2 separate regions of the Mus musculus genome follow, and region 2 is linked to region 1. A link is a contact called in public promoter capture Hi-C data. All regions are on one chromosome and are shown on one strand. The core of a region is the stretch at or near the end of the contact, and the rest is flanking DNA. Distances in the headings are between cores, read along the strand shown.

What was found. Promoter capture Hi-C pulls out the DNA fragments that hold promoters and counts their contacts.
Region 2: a contact with region 1 is called in a promoter capture Hi-C map of erythroid cells, with 7 times the contacts expected there. The contact joins the promoter of Stt3b here to the promoter of Atp1b3 in region 1.

The regions. Positions count from the first base shown.
Region 1 is chr9:96,361,978-96,369,001 of GRCm38.p6, forward strand. Atp1b3 (ATPase, Na+/K+ transporting, beta 3 polypeptide) reads right to left here and starts at 2,454. Exons shown (of 7, transcript NM_007502.5): 1 at 2,069-2,454. The coding sequence starts at 2,177.
Region 2 is chr9:115,307,662-115,314,685 of GRCm38.p6, forward strand. Stt3b (STT3, subunit of the oligosaccharyltransferase complex, homolog B (S. cerevisiae)) reads right to left here and starts at 2,807. Exons shown (of 16, transcript NM_024222.3): 1 at 2,091-2,807. The coding sequence starts at 2,395.

The DNA of each region.
Region 1 (7,024 bases), core at 1,204-3,703:
ATATAGACCTTTATTAACATGGGATGGTGTTTGTAACATACTTATATGGCTATGATTCCTTCTTGCTTAAAAAAAGAAACATTATACAGATTGCAGAAAGACATACTGGAATGCTAGCGGTGGGTCAGGCAGTTGCCTCTTCCAGGGCCTTGACGATTTTAAGTAAAAAGCGCCCGTCTCGGCAGAACGCCCCACAGGCACATAGATGTCCAAACTGATGTTGAGTCTGCATGTAGGCGGCCTCTCAATGGCAGACCCTACATGTCTAGAGACACAGCCTTCAAGGCTGAGGATTTAGTTTGTCTTCCTCTCACACACATTCTTAATGTCTCTGTGCGGGGTGGGATCTTCTGCACTGGTTTAGGATTACTATAATGAACTCAAAATTTACTATGTGAGCACAAGGATAAGTACTGATTCTATAAAGAGGTCTTGCTTAGTTCTTCCTAGGCTAACCTCAACTTTATCCTTACTCCCACTTTGTACAGGTTCTCTGCTTAAATGCATATTACCAAGGAAACCTATATCCTAACACAAAGGTTAAAACAGCACTGTTGGAGCTGCCATGATGGTCCACTCATGTAAGTGACTGAGGCAAGAGGGCCACCAACAATTAGTTAATCAGAGGTCAGTCGAGGCCACAGGAAGATCCTGCAGGAGAAGCCCTACCGTCGAAGTAAAGATAATGGACTCTAGAAGTGAGAAGGCAAGAGAGAAAGGCAAAAGGCAGCTTACAAAAATGAACCTCTCTCCACCACCCAAAAATCTCTTCAGTTCAAAGTGCTCTCTGGAAACAAGCAATTATCTTCATCCTTCTCCCTTTAACCGCGGTGGAAGATTTATTTCTTGAGCACATACAGAGCTCTCAAGAAAAGACAGCAATTTAAATAAAAATTGTGCATGATTACTGGGCAGTCAGGCAAGGCATACGTAAAATAATACAACCACTGGACTGGGATTAAAGGAGACTGGGCTCTTTTCTTGGCCCCATGGAATATGTAATTTTACAAAGAATCACAACCTCTGGGTTTCATTTCTGAACTAGAGGTTGGAATTTAAGAAAACAAAACAAAACCCCCCAAACCTTCCATGGCTCCTTTCAGCTTGTGATAGAGTGTCAAAGAGCCTTGCACCCTAGAGGAGCTCACTTCAGTGAACAAGTCATTTTGTGAGCCATATCTCACTTATGGTCTTCAATGCTTCTCTTAAAAATGCCATGCCCCAACGGCTCTCAGCTCTAAAAATCCATTCTTACTCAGAATGGAAAAAAAAAAATCTGTCCTTACCCATTAACAAAATACTCTTAAAAAAGGATTTCAAAAAGGTAAAATTGTCTAAATAGAAAGGCAATAAATGGAATACACTTGTCCACCTTCACTAACATTTTTTTTGACCCCTCACCTTAAAAGCAGCACAAAACCCAGAAGACCGATCAACTCGGATTCACTATTTCGTTTTAAAACAATGAGTTCGCACAGAGAAAATCTGTTAACATTCAACCACCACTCGGATGTTTTGAAGGTACGGGAGGAGGGGGTGTTTAATAGGACCGTCTTTCCCCAAAGCAAAATCTGCAAGGCAGAAAAGCGCTGTGATCTCCGAGGAGGAGGAGAAGGAGGAGGAGGAAGAAGCCCTCTCGGAGCCGGCCTTTCTCAGTCGGAATTCAAGTGCTTTTTCGCGGACAATGTGCCCCAGTGATTAACTCCCCGTCACACGTCCCTGCAACCCACACACGCCCGGAGCTCGCCCGCACTGTCCCGGCCGTCTGGGTGGCAGCGCCGCCGAGTCACAAGATAGCGGGCAGTGGAAATTTCCTCTCCCCAGGCAGGCGAGGGGCAGGTCCGGCTTCCCCAGTCCGCGCGGCCCGCGCCTCCAGGGCGCGCGCCCTACAAAGGAGGCCCGGCCCGGCCGGCCGGTCCCGCTTCCGGCGCCGCTCGCGGCGGGAACCGGCAGCACGTGTGCCCCGCTCGGGCTGGCCAAGCGGCCGCCCAGCCTCGGAGCCGGACCGCCGGGCCGCCCGCAATGAATGGGGCCGTCCGCCGCGCCGCCCGCCCCGCCGCGCGCTCACCCCAGCTCTTGGAGGTGCGCCCCAGAAACTCTCCGCTGCTCGGGTTGTAGATGAACAGCTTCCACTCGGCCAGGCTCTGGTGGAAGGATTTCTTCTCAGTCTTCGTCATGATGGGCGTGTGGAAGTCGAGGTGAACGGAGGCCGCGGGGCTGGAGGCGACGAGGGGCTCGGCGGCGCGTCCTGGCGACGGCGGCGGCGCAGCCCAGCGACAACAGCGGAGGACGGCACGGCCGGGAACAACTCTTCGTTACGAGACCACTAGAGCCGACTGCGCCGCGCCGCGCCGGGCGGCCGCAGGGGCCCCGGGAGCCTGACGTCTCCGCCCGCCGCAGCCAATCCCCGCGCCGCTGGCGCGCACCGCGGCCGCTGCCTCCCGCCCGGCTGGGCGCGGCCCAAAGGCCCAGAGCCGCCCGGATGACCCCGCCCCCGACAACACGCCACGCCCACATCTCCAAGGTCCGCCCTTGACGCCAGAGCCACGCCCCCAGCCAAGCCACGCCCCAGCCGGGCTACTTGCCCCTGTAGCCCCCGCCCAGGTGCGAGGAAGCCAGCGCGGCGGGGCTGCGGGCGGAAGTCTGCCGGGCACACTGACCGGCAGGGTGGTGGCCCGAGGAAGGTGGGCGTAGGAGGCTACAGCGCTCTCCACTGGAAGCCCAGGCCGTGGCTGGGCTTAGTGGAAGCCCAGCCTGAGACTTAGTGGTCAAAGCCTGGAGCACATACTTGGCCCCGGAGCCTTCTGCAATACGCCGTGGCGCGTTCTCCTTGGGGCTCTGTGACGTCTTTAAACGGCACCTGCTGCAGGGCCTCGGGCAGCGTTTGTAGCGTCTAGTGTGGACTAGCTGCTTTTGGGTTGCCTGAGGGTCATGGCAGTTTTATTCTAAATATGCTATCGTTAACCAAATGGAGTACAGTATACTTTTTCTCCAGATTCAGTCGAGCATATCAATGAAATCAATATAAATATTTTCCCAAGATTTCCGCTCACTAAAGCCTTGCTTTTTTTTTTTTTTTTCTTTTCTGGCTCGGTCACTCCAATTGTTAACTACAATACTTGATGGAGTACAAGGTTAAGGTTGTTAGAGTTAGGGATAGATGCCTGAACCACTCGGCTGGTGTTTTCTTTGCCACTGGTGGCCGCTACGCCTAGGCGGAGCCAGGAATTCAGGCTGCATTCTGAAATTCTGAAACACCATAAATGGGATTTTAAAAGACTCAAAATGGAAGTTTGAACAGAAGGTGAGGTTATTTTGATTTTTTGTTTTTGTTTCCGGAAAAGAGATGTTAAATAACCTCTGTTAAATAGCAATAATGAATGAATAAATGCAATCCCATTTTGTTTGCAATAATTTCATTAACCACGCCCACCCATACGTTTATGACTATCCAAAATCCAGTTTGGTTTTGTTTGTGACAGAATCTTGCTGTGTAGCTTCAGCTGACTTGACATTGTGTATCCCACACTCTTGTCCTCCTGCCTCGACTTCCTGGGTACTGAGATCACAGGCATGTGCTACCATGCCTGATTTACAGGGGATTTTTGTTTGTTTTCAACTGTTGTTTTTCTGGGGTTAGGGTTATTGGGAGAGGAGGGAACCAAGGACCATGCACATGACAAGCATGTCACCAACTGAACTACATCCTCCGCCCTCCAGTTATTTGTTTGTTTTCCAAGACAGGGTTTCTCTGTGTTGCCCTGGCTGCCTTGGAACTCACTCTGCAGACCAGGCTAGTTTCCAGATCACAGAGTGCTGCCTCTGCCTCTGGAGTGCTGTGACTTAAAGGCCTGCACTCACCTCTCTCTGCCTCCGGTTACTTTTTTGGTCTAATAACACCAAAAAAATTTTCAGAAGCAATTTGTAGAGTTTGACATGAAGCTGATTTTAGAAATACCAAAATATTACACAAGAAGCCTAGAATGCTTCTCTAGATTATAGGTAAGGCTAAAAGCTAAGGAATGGAAATAATTTTACCTCAAAACCTGAACTGCACACTAGGGTAGCTAGAATACTGATAGGATTAACTATGAGCTTTTTATATATGCAAACCGATGAAAGATACATCATCTATCTGGGATAAAATATAAAAATATATCTGCTTATTTTGTGTGTGTGCATGTATAACAAGCATGCTTTAAGAAATAATTACCTAATACATAGAAAACAATGTTATGAAATGACATTTCAAAGATGTTAGTGGCCAGCTGAGAGTTTCAGTCTCTGTGTTTTTAATAGCCATAAATACAGCTTTTATACTTAGTGTTCTGTGGTTTTTCTAAATAAGGGTTTAAATACAAATATAATTCAGTAAACACTTTGAAAACTCATGGCTAGTTTAGTCAGTATGGCAGTCAGTTTCAACGGATTTCAATTTGGCAAAAATACTATACTCGAACAATATGGGACCTCTTTGTTTCTGTGTTCCGAGATAATTGAGCATGGCCTGGAAGAGTAAACACTGATTATCTTGGGATATTAGCCTGCCAAATATGAGCAGATGGAATATCAAATTTGGTCAGTTATATTCCTTGTAGGTAGCTTTACAAGAGAAATTGCTTTACCAAGATAAAAAAGCAAGATACATAAATTTGAATTTGAGAGATGAACATCTTGTATTGTTAATTCCCCCCCCCCTTTTTTTTTATATATGTGTAGATGTTTTCCCTGCACTGTCTGTGTAACACGTGTACAGTGCCCATGGGGGACAGAAGAGGGCATCTCCTGGAATTGGAGTTACAGTTGTGAGCTGTCATTTAAGCAGTGGGAATTGAACGTGGGTTCTGGAAGAGCAGCAAGTGCTCTTAACTGCTGAGCCAGCTCCTTATTTTCATTTTGTTTTTATGATTGATTAATTATGGATGGAAGGTAAAATTCAACTTTAGCTCATTATTCAGTATTTTTATTTGCTGAATCTGACAGCCCTACCTACCCATATGACTCTCACTGTAATAATGATCTCGAGTAGATCACTGAGATCCTCGCCCTGGGCTAGGTGGCAAGTGTGATTTATTTCATAATTTTCACACACAAAAACCAACTAAATCTAGAAGTATTTGCCTAATTTTATAAATGAGAAAACCAATTCCCCTATGGTCAAAAAGCCTCTCTTCTGCTGCCCAAGGAAGGAACCTGGGGAAAAGTCACCACGTTGAAGGAATTGGAAGAAAGACCCAGTTGCAGGCCACTTACTGGGTTGCAAAGTTCATTGCCTGTTTTCTATGAATGCCAATAGGATCAATTGGCCCTTGATTTGCTGAAAATCTTAAGTCCATTCCTGAATTTTAGAAGCATGTATAGAAGATGGGGTTGCCATCTTCTAACCACATCAACTTTATAACTGACAGGATGTTGGAAGTGAGTTGCTGGAAGAGAATGGATATTAAAATGTCCTGAGCCATGCTCAGAGGCATTTGCCTCTATTCTCATCACAAGGCGGGCAGGAGCATCAGGAGGAGTTCAAGGTCAGCCTTGGCTACAGAGGCTGGACAACAGAACAAGATTTCCTTACAACACGGAGCTGACATCTTACTATTTCCGACAGTCAACGTTCATATATGGTTTCCACAGAGCAAAGGCATTTTCTTTTTTTTTTTTTTTTTTTTTTTTTTTTAATTTATTTATTTATTATATGTAAGTACATTGTAGCTGTCTTCAGACACTCCAGAAGAGGGGGTCAGATCTCGTTACGGATGGTTGTGAGCCACCATGTGGTTGCTGGGATTTGAACTCTGCACCTTCGGAAGAGCAGTCGGGTGCTCTAACCCACTGAGCCATCTCACCAGCCCCCGAAAAGGCATTTTCTACTTGACTGATTTTTAACACCGGGTGCTTTTAAATAAACCTTTTGCAGATGACCTCTCTGCATTCTTACAGATTACAGGACAGAGACTTGCAATGTTCATGATCTTAAGCAGAGCCTGTAAGCCAAGCATTTGGGAGGTAAAGATAGGAAGATTATAAGTTCAAGAATAGCCTGAGCTCCATGGTGAGTTCAAAGCCAGCCCTAGCCATGTTGTAAGACCCTGTCTCAAAATTAAAAAAATAAAAAATAAAATAAAGGCATGTGCTGCAGCAGGGAATGGTGACTTGAACTCCTAATCCCAGCAGTTGGAAAGAGTCTTGGTTACTTAACTTTTCTATTGTGGTGACAAAACACCAGGACCCAAGGCAATTTACAAAAGAAAGAATCAGGATGTAGAAGCTTAAAGTTTCAGAGGGTGAGAAACGACCATCATGGAAAGGAACATAGCAACAGGCAGCCAGGCATGGTGCTGGGGCCCAGCCTGAGAGTTTACCTGATCAGCAAGCACAGGACAGAAAGAGAGCGAACAGCACCATACCTCCTCCAATAAGACCACCCCTTATTCCTAATCCTTCCCAAACAGTTCCACCAGCTGGGACATAACATTCAAACACATGAACCTGTGGGGGGCCGTTCCCATTCAGATTACCATACAGAACGATTGCTGCATATTTGAGGGCAGTATGGGATACATACTATGTTCCAAGCCAGCCTAGGCTATAAAGCAAGTTCCAGGACAGCCATAGTAAGAACCTATTCACAAAACATAAAATTTTAAAAATGCACATGGCTCAACATAAAATTTTTAAAATGCACATGGCTCAGCAGATAAAGGTACTTGTTGCACAAATCTGAAACCCATGTCCAATCCTGGTAAAGCCTCTTAAAAATGGAGATAACCAGCCCCATAAAGTTTCTGACCTTTGCATGCGTGTGAGGCCACAAATCCTCCAGCCACTCAGGCATGAGTACAGTATCTGGTTTGTAAAGTACCCTAAAAATGAGAGTTATTATTTGCAGTTCTAGAGTTGGGTTTCTTGTGTTTCTCATATCACATTAATTTGTCTTTTATGTGTGTGCACGTACGCACATGCCATGTTACCTCTACTCACCACACCATATTGTGGAGAATGGAGCCCAGGGCTTCACACATGGCAG
Region 2 (7,024 bases), core at 1,557-4,056, about 19 Mb after region 1:
CAGTATTCTTTTTGTTTGAACTTGATTTCTCTCATTAGGTCTCTTGAGTTAGGCATTCCATGAGATTCACACAGACAAGTCCCGATGCACGATGGGGTGCAGGCAGGGAAAATTCCTTTACTACACCTATCTGCTAATTAGAATGCTCTAACATTCCAAGCATAACATTTCATCAAAAATAAACAAACATTTAACACTACCGCTGGTAGATGGGAGAGCTTAGTTAAGTAGGTAGGCCTTAGCTGTGGACACTTGCAGATCAGCAATGTGAATTAAAATGTAAGTGGAGCAGACTCAAGTCAAAGAACTGTTTCCATACACAGCAGAATAGAAACAAAATAGATTTTCATGAATAAAAAAAGTTATGCTCTTCAATTCCTAAAGCCATCTAATCTAAGCCGCCTCAAGTGCAGCTTTACTAGGGGAAAATGACAAAAAGAAACTTTAAAATCGCCTTGTCATTTATTTGTGCATTTATCTGTAATTATTAATTTCAGCTTCTGAGTGCACTCCTAACAGTTCCCAGCCTTCCATTTGTAAAAAATGTTACTTCATGGAAGTATCTGTACAATTACCCTGGAAATATTTCCAGTTTTTGTTCCACCCCGTGCTATCTTCATCTGAAAAGACACAACTTTCTCTTTTCATGTTGTTCAGTAAATTCTGCGGCTTTCATTTCTAGTCAATCTCAGTTTTAATCTAATTGATTGTTTCAAAGAATACTCTATCTAGTTAGTTAAGACTTCACAAATATTCGTAGGTTCGTATGTAATCTCCACCAACATGATTTTCTCCTCTGGTTCCAAATAACATAATGGTCATTTATAAAGCAAATCTAATGTTAGAAAAAAATGGAAACCTCTTAAAATAGGACGAAAACACCTCACAGCAGGCCATCACTGTAGCTCACTGCTTCTCTAAACAGGTTTTCCTTGAGTAGGCCCCTCTGGTGTTCAATAGATATTGCAGCATAAATATTTTTCTTAAAGTACAACTTAAATCTGATACTTAACACATAAGCCCCCCCCAAAAAACTCATTTATAACCTATATATGTACTAACTCTTAAGAAGATTCTCTGTGCATTTCAAATGGTAAGACAAATACCCTACCGTTTAATTATGTCTAATTACAAGTAAGATTAGTTCAAGGTTGATAGGGCAGCCTGAAGAATAAACTAGTTTAAAGAGGCGCGCTGGCGCTCGCTCTCAATCTCTCTCTGGGGGAAAAAAAAAACAAAAAACAAAAAACAAAAAACAAAAAACTTAACTCAGGTTGGGCCAGGAGGAAGAAAGTGAAAAGCAATCTTCCCGTGTAGGTAACTCAGTGTTCGAAGTTAAGTCCCTAAAACCAGTGAGTGCCATGCAGAGCGTGCAACTTCGGCACCACAATCTAGACTCTCAGCACTGTGGTACGGCTTGCTCTCTTCTCCACAGACCTTCCAGCAGACACCAATAAAAGAACTCATGCAACCCAGTCGGATATTGTAGCAACAACGAGGGTGAGAGTTCAGCTAACAGAAAAACGATCTCGCTCTAAAAAGCAACGCAATACAACTGTGCAAATAGTGTGGCGAGCTGAGAGCACTTAAGGGCCTTAGGGGGGAAAGAGACACTCCGGAAAATACCTGGTGCTGGAAAAACACGAGGCGCTACCACTGCGCTCGCTTTCGGGATAATATTTTCCCCCCCTACATTCTAACACTCCACTCTCCCGGAAAGAAAGCATGAAACTGCGAGGCTGAGCGGACAAGGGGTTCCAGTCACCACCAGCAGCCAGAAGGCAATCCCGGGGCTGCTCCGATGGCAGGAAGGAGAGAAATGAAATAAAATGCAACAAGGCGCAAAGCTGCGGCGGAGAGGGCGTGGGGAAGGGGGCCCCCGGAGCAAGCCGGGGCGCGGCGGCGAAGAGGCGCCGCGCGGAGCCGGCCCACCCCGGCGGCCGAGGACCCAGGCTCCGCTCCCAGGCAAACTTCGCCAAGCGGGCAGGGGGCGCGCCCGGCCCGGCCCGCGGGAGACCGGGTGGGATCCGAGGGGCTCCAGACAAACGGGGACCGCGGGCTGCCTGCGGGGGAAGGGCGGGCACACTCACCACGGGTCGAACTCGTGGATGATGCTCTCGAAGCGGATGACGGCGAAGAGGCGCGAGCTGAAGCCGGCCAGCCAGGCCAGGAAGAGGATGGTGAAGGAGAGCAACGACTGCCACCCGGCCGGCTGCGACAAGCCCCCGGACAGCCCCGCGGGGGGCCCCGGCTTCGGCGCCGCCGCCCTGGACGCGCTCTGGGTTCCGGGCCCATGGTGCCCGTGGCGGCTGTTCCCCAGAGCCATGAGGCCGCTCCACGGGGACGAGTTGAGGGACGACTTGTGCTTGCTCTCCGGGGCCGAGGGCTCCGCCATGTTGTGCCCCGGCGGCGGGTCTCGCTCGTCCTCCGCGGCCACCGCCGCCGCCTGGAGCGAGGGGTGCTGGGCGGAGACCCAGAGGAGGAGGAGGAGGGCGACGGCGACGACAACGAGGAGGAGGAGGAGGCGGAGGCGGAGGAAGAGCTGGGCGCGCTCCCGCCCTCAGCACCGCGAGGCCGGGACACTGGGGGTGGTGGAGGCGGCAGCGATCCGAAGTCTCCGCCTCAACAGTGGCCGCGACCGTCGCGGTCTCAACCCAAAAGGCCCCTGCGCCCCACTAGCCATCCGTGTCCCCCGTGCGGCTGAGGAGGCGGCGGTGGCGGCGAGAGCCGACGGGACGAGGGCGCCAGAGGAGCGGCGGCTCGGAGCGGCAATGACATTCCCCCGCCCGCCCAGCCGCGAGGAGCACAAAAGGGGAGGAGCCCCCTGGAGTCCGGGCGGAGCTCAGGCAACCTTTGACTCCGCCCCCTCGCCCAACAGGAACTGGCCCCTCCGCCTGTCACAGAGCGACAGGTCCGTTAAGGGGCGGGGCCGGAATGGCGGCGTGCGCCAATAGGAGCGCGAGCGGGGCCTTGGGCGGGGCTTCGGCTGAATGGCCCTCCACCCCCTCCGCCTCGCGGCCTCCCGCCTATTCGCCGCCGGCCGTGGCTACGATTTCATTGTCAGTTGAAAGACGCGGTTTCGCGCGCGAGCCCGTTCGGGGCCCTGGGGAAGGGCACCAGGAGGTTCGGCTCGCTTCCCCGCGCGGATTCCGACTCGAGCAGCAGAAGGTCCCACGTCCCAGTCGACCGAAGGAACAGAGAGCACGGCTTGGCCGGGTGCTCGGCGGCCGTGACTTTTAACCCGCTCAGCGCGGGGCGCCCGCCACGTGACGGGGCGCGCAGGCGCGGTGCGGGGCCCTAGGCGCGTGGGTCCAGCCGCTGTGCTGAACGTGCCAGAGTGAGTGGCTGGGTCGCTACATTCTCTGTCCCCGCCCTGCTGCTCTGAAAACTTGGAGTGGGCAGATGTCGTCCGAGCTGCAGTAAGATGTAGCCAGGCGGACACACACATAAATGTCACATTCTTTTTGCTGTGTTCTCCAGGACTTTTTTTTTTTTTTTTTTTTTTTGCAGCTCAATCTTTTGACTGCAAGAATTCATTATTTACACCTGCCTACGTTCCGTCACCAAATTAACTTTTCCTGGACTGTATTAGCTATTGCCCAATTTTCACTCTAGCCAACTGAAACGTAGGAACTTTTCCTTGTCTGGGGCAGTTTGCTTGTACCTTCTCCTTCCTCCACAACTAGCTCCGCCCATCCCCAAAAGGACAAAAGTCAGAACTAAAGATCCGGAGGGTCATTGCAGTGTTAGAAGCCCTCTTGGCAGGTACAGAGGTTAATGTAGAAACAAGGGCCGGCTAATATTTCACTGGTTTCTCGTGTACATTCACAACTGTCCATCTTGTTAGGGAACACCAGAATCTTTAAAATGTGTGTAAAGATTAAGTCCTGTAAATTTGCAAAATAAAATTATGTTCCGTTGCTCATTGTCAAAGGTTAGGTAAATGAACAAATGTACCTAACTAATAGGCTCAGCCACTCCCAACCTGGTGATTAACTTTGCCGGTTTCCTTATAAAAATAAATAGACTCTCATCAGGGAAAATGAACAGCTTCCATAAATAGACCTCCTCACCACCATTTTAATATCCAACATTTATTAAACATGTAAATTTTAATGAGATTCATAGTGGAATATTAACCAATCCCTTAGAACAAAGAGGTGACATGGCCTTTCTCAGAAAAGTGCACATTAAAATGGCAGCGTTTATTTTTGCCCATGTTTCATGAGCCAATGTTCTATTAATCTAAAATAACAGAATTTATCTGACGACTCTCATTTTAGACATTTTGGGTGTCTCTGGTGTTGCAGATGTTCCCTGATGAGTTTCTCTGTCTTCTTCCTCTTGGCTGTTTAATCGCGGGAGGCCCCATGTGAAGGGGAGTAGAAACAATTAACAATAAATTATAAAACACAAGTCACCTGTGTGGGACCATCCCTTCATCTTTGTGTGTGAGAGTGGGCATACATGTACTAAGGCATAGCATGTGGAGGTCAAATTACATGCTCAGATGTTGGTCCTTTTGACACACCAGGTTAGCCTCCTGTCTCAACCTGTGGGTCTTGATCCTTGTGTCAAACTTCTATCTCCAAAAGTATTTCCATGGTGACTCATGACAGTAGCAAAATGGCACTTATGATGTAGCAACAGAAATAATTTTTATAATCGGGGGTCACCACAACACAAGGAGTTGTATTAAAGGGTCACAGCATTAGGAAGGTTGAGAACCACTGCCTCAGGGCGTTGGGATTATAGGCACCTGCGGTCATAGCCAGCCTTTTATGGTTCTGGGAATTCAAACTGAAGTCTTCATACTTGCGTGGCTCCTTAATATAAAGTGAGTTTATCTGAGAACACTGCGGAACACGGTTCAGAAACATAAGGAAACTCAGGGTCATGATGTGGACAAGGACAAAGAAGGAGCCCGTGGGAAAGCATGAGGACGTACTCTAGCGGGGAACTGGAGAGCAGTGGTCCTGTCCTCCCACCCACGTCAGTCAGCTCCAGGTACGCCTGCTGTGTAAACTGTGGCAAACACTGGAGGAGCAGTCCAGGGAAGACTGATGGACAACCGGATGGGAGCGTTACCCGAGGAAGCAGAACCGCAGAAAGGATGGCTCAGAGGAAGAAAAGAAAGAGAAGGAAAGACCCTGCAGTGCTAGAAAGAGGAACGCAAGGGACTCAAGAAAAGACTGGTACAGCCACCACGCAGATCGGATCGTAGCGCGGACTGGGAGAGGTCATGCTGAGAGGGACACTGTACATTGCTTTAACTTGAGAGTGTTGGGAGGATTTGAAGTTGGATGTAGAGTGTGTTTAAGATGAGTCACGTGATCCGGTGTGTGCTTTAAGAAGACTCCAGGGACTGTAATATTTGTTTTGAGAGGCGATCAGTAAGAGCACATCTGTAGATGATCCGAGAGTCCTCAAGTTTACTCTCAGACCTTAGAAATGGTCGGAGAGCGCATGCTCCAGATTTACAGCTTTTCGATAAAGAAAGAAAATGGCTTCTAGTCTGTTCAGGGTGCTTCTGTGTGTGAGCCACCGTATACATGAACTCCCTGGTTCTTAAGTGCCTGTCACAGCCTTGTTGAGCTGAAAAGTGAACCTTCATCTTAGTAAGCAGAATCTCGCCTGTTTCCTTAGCAAGTTTAGTGGTTGGATCGGACATCGCACTCACACAGCTGGAAGGAAAGACCATAGACTACTTTGCAGAAGTCTGGCACCAAAGGTACAGAGGACCAAGTCAGACCAGGAAAAGTGTCCAGGGCTGGAGAGAGCAAAGCAGAGTGGGAAAAACCTGATCACAAGCTTGCCCCAGCTTAAATCTCCAGCTAGGAGACCATGGTGTAAGATGGATCTAAAGCTACCACCAGGCACCATCCTAACTCCGTTCTCCTCAGGTCTGTTTGGTGAGTCACTTCACCTTCATGTTTCAGTGTTTATGGACTGTTCCTTCCTAGAAGGGTTCTGTTCAGAAAGTAAGAATGAGCCCATGAAAGAACTTGACCCAGTGCTTGGTGCGAAGGGGAGCGGTCACTCTGTGTTGGTTATTAGTACTGTCAGTACCACTACTGCCTTAGGCAGGCAGATGGTAAAGCAGCTCAACTTCCTGATGATCAGGACAAGAATCTCCCATGACCCAAGCCTGTCTGAATGTTTCTGTTTCCTCCTCCCAGAGAGCGCTTGCATCAAATAAAACCTGCATTTCCCCCAACACCTGTACATACACGTATACACAAGAAGCACTGTGTGACAGGGAACTATTGTCTCTAGCCAGCAACTCACAGGACCTGAGGCCAGTCAACAGCCCCAGTAGTGATCCAGAAAGCAGGCACTTCCGTTTTCAGTCATGAAATGAGTGCAGTCCTGAGAGACCCAGAACCGTGGACCTTCCATAGCTTCACAAGGATTCCTAGTCTTAAGAACTACCAAACAAGCTGGGCATGGTGGCACACACCTTTAATCCCAGCACTTGGGAGGCAAAGGTAGGCAAATTTCTGAGTTTGAGGCCGGCCTGGTCTACAGAGTGAGTTCCAGGACAGCCAGGGCTATGCAGAGAAACCCTGTCTCGAAAAACAAAACAAACAGACAATCAAACAAACAACAAAAACAAACAAACAAAAAAAAACCCCCTACAAAACAGTAGTTATATTCTTAAGCGTCTAAGACTGAGGGATATTTGTTACCCAGCTGTGGCGAACAGATATAGTGAGATTAAAGAATGACAAGCTTACTAGATAGCTTTTCTCTCATAGTCCTCGAAACAGTCTGAATAACCAGCAAGGATGAAACACCCCAACCATTCCTACTGTGTCAAAGAACTTCCCGTGGGGCACTCATTCCACAGACGTGTTCGTCGGAAAAGCAACCAAATCTACATGCTTTATTGTCTCCCTTTGTGCTCTAACCGCGTGGTTCTAGAGGCCATAGACTTAAATGGATTCTTCAAAAGAAAGCATGCGTGCAGTTAATATGTCTGTGAGAATATTCAGGGTCACCAATCGCCAGGGAAATGCAAATC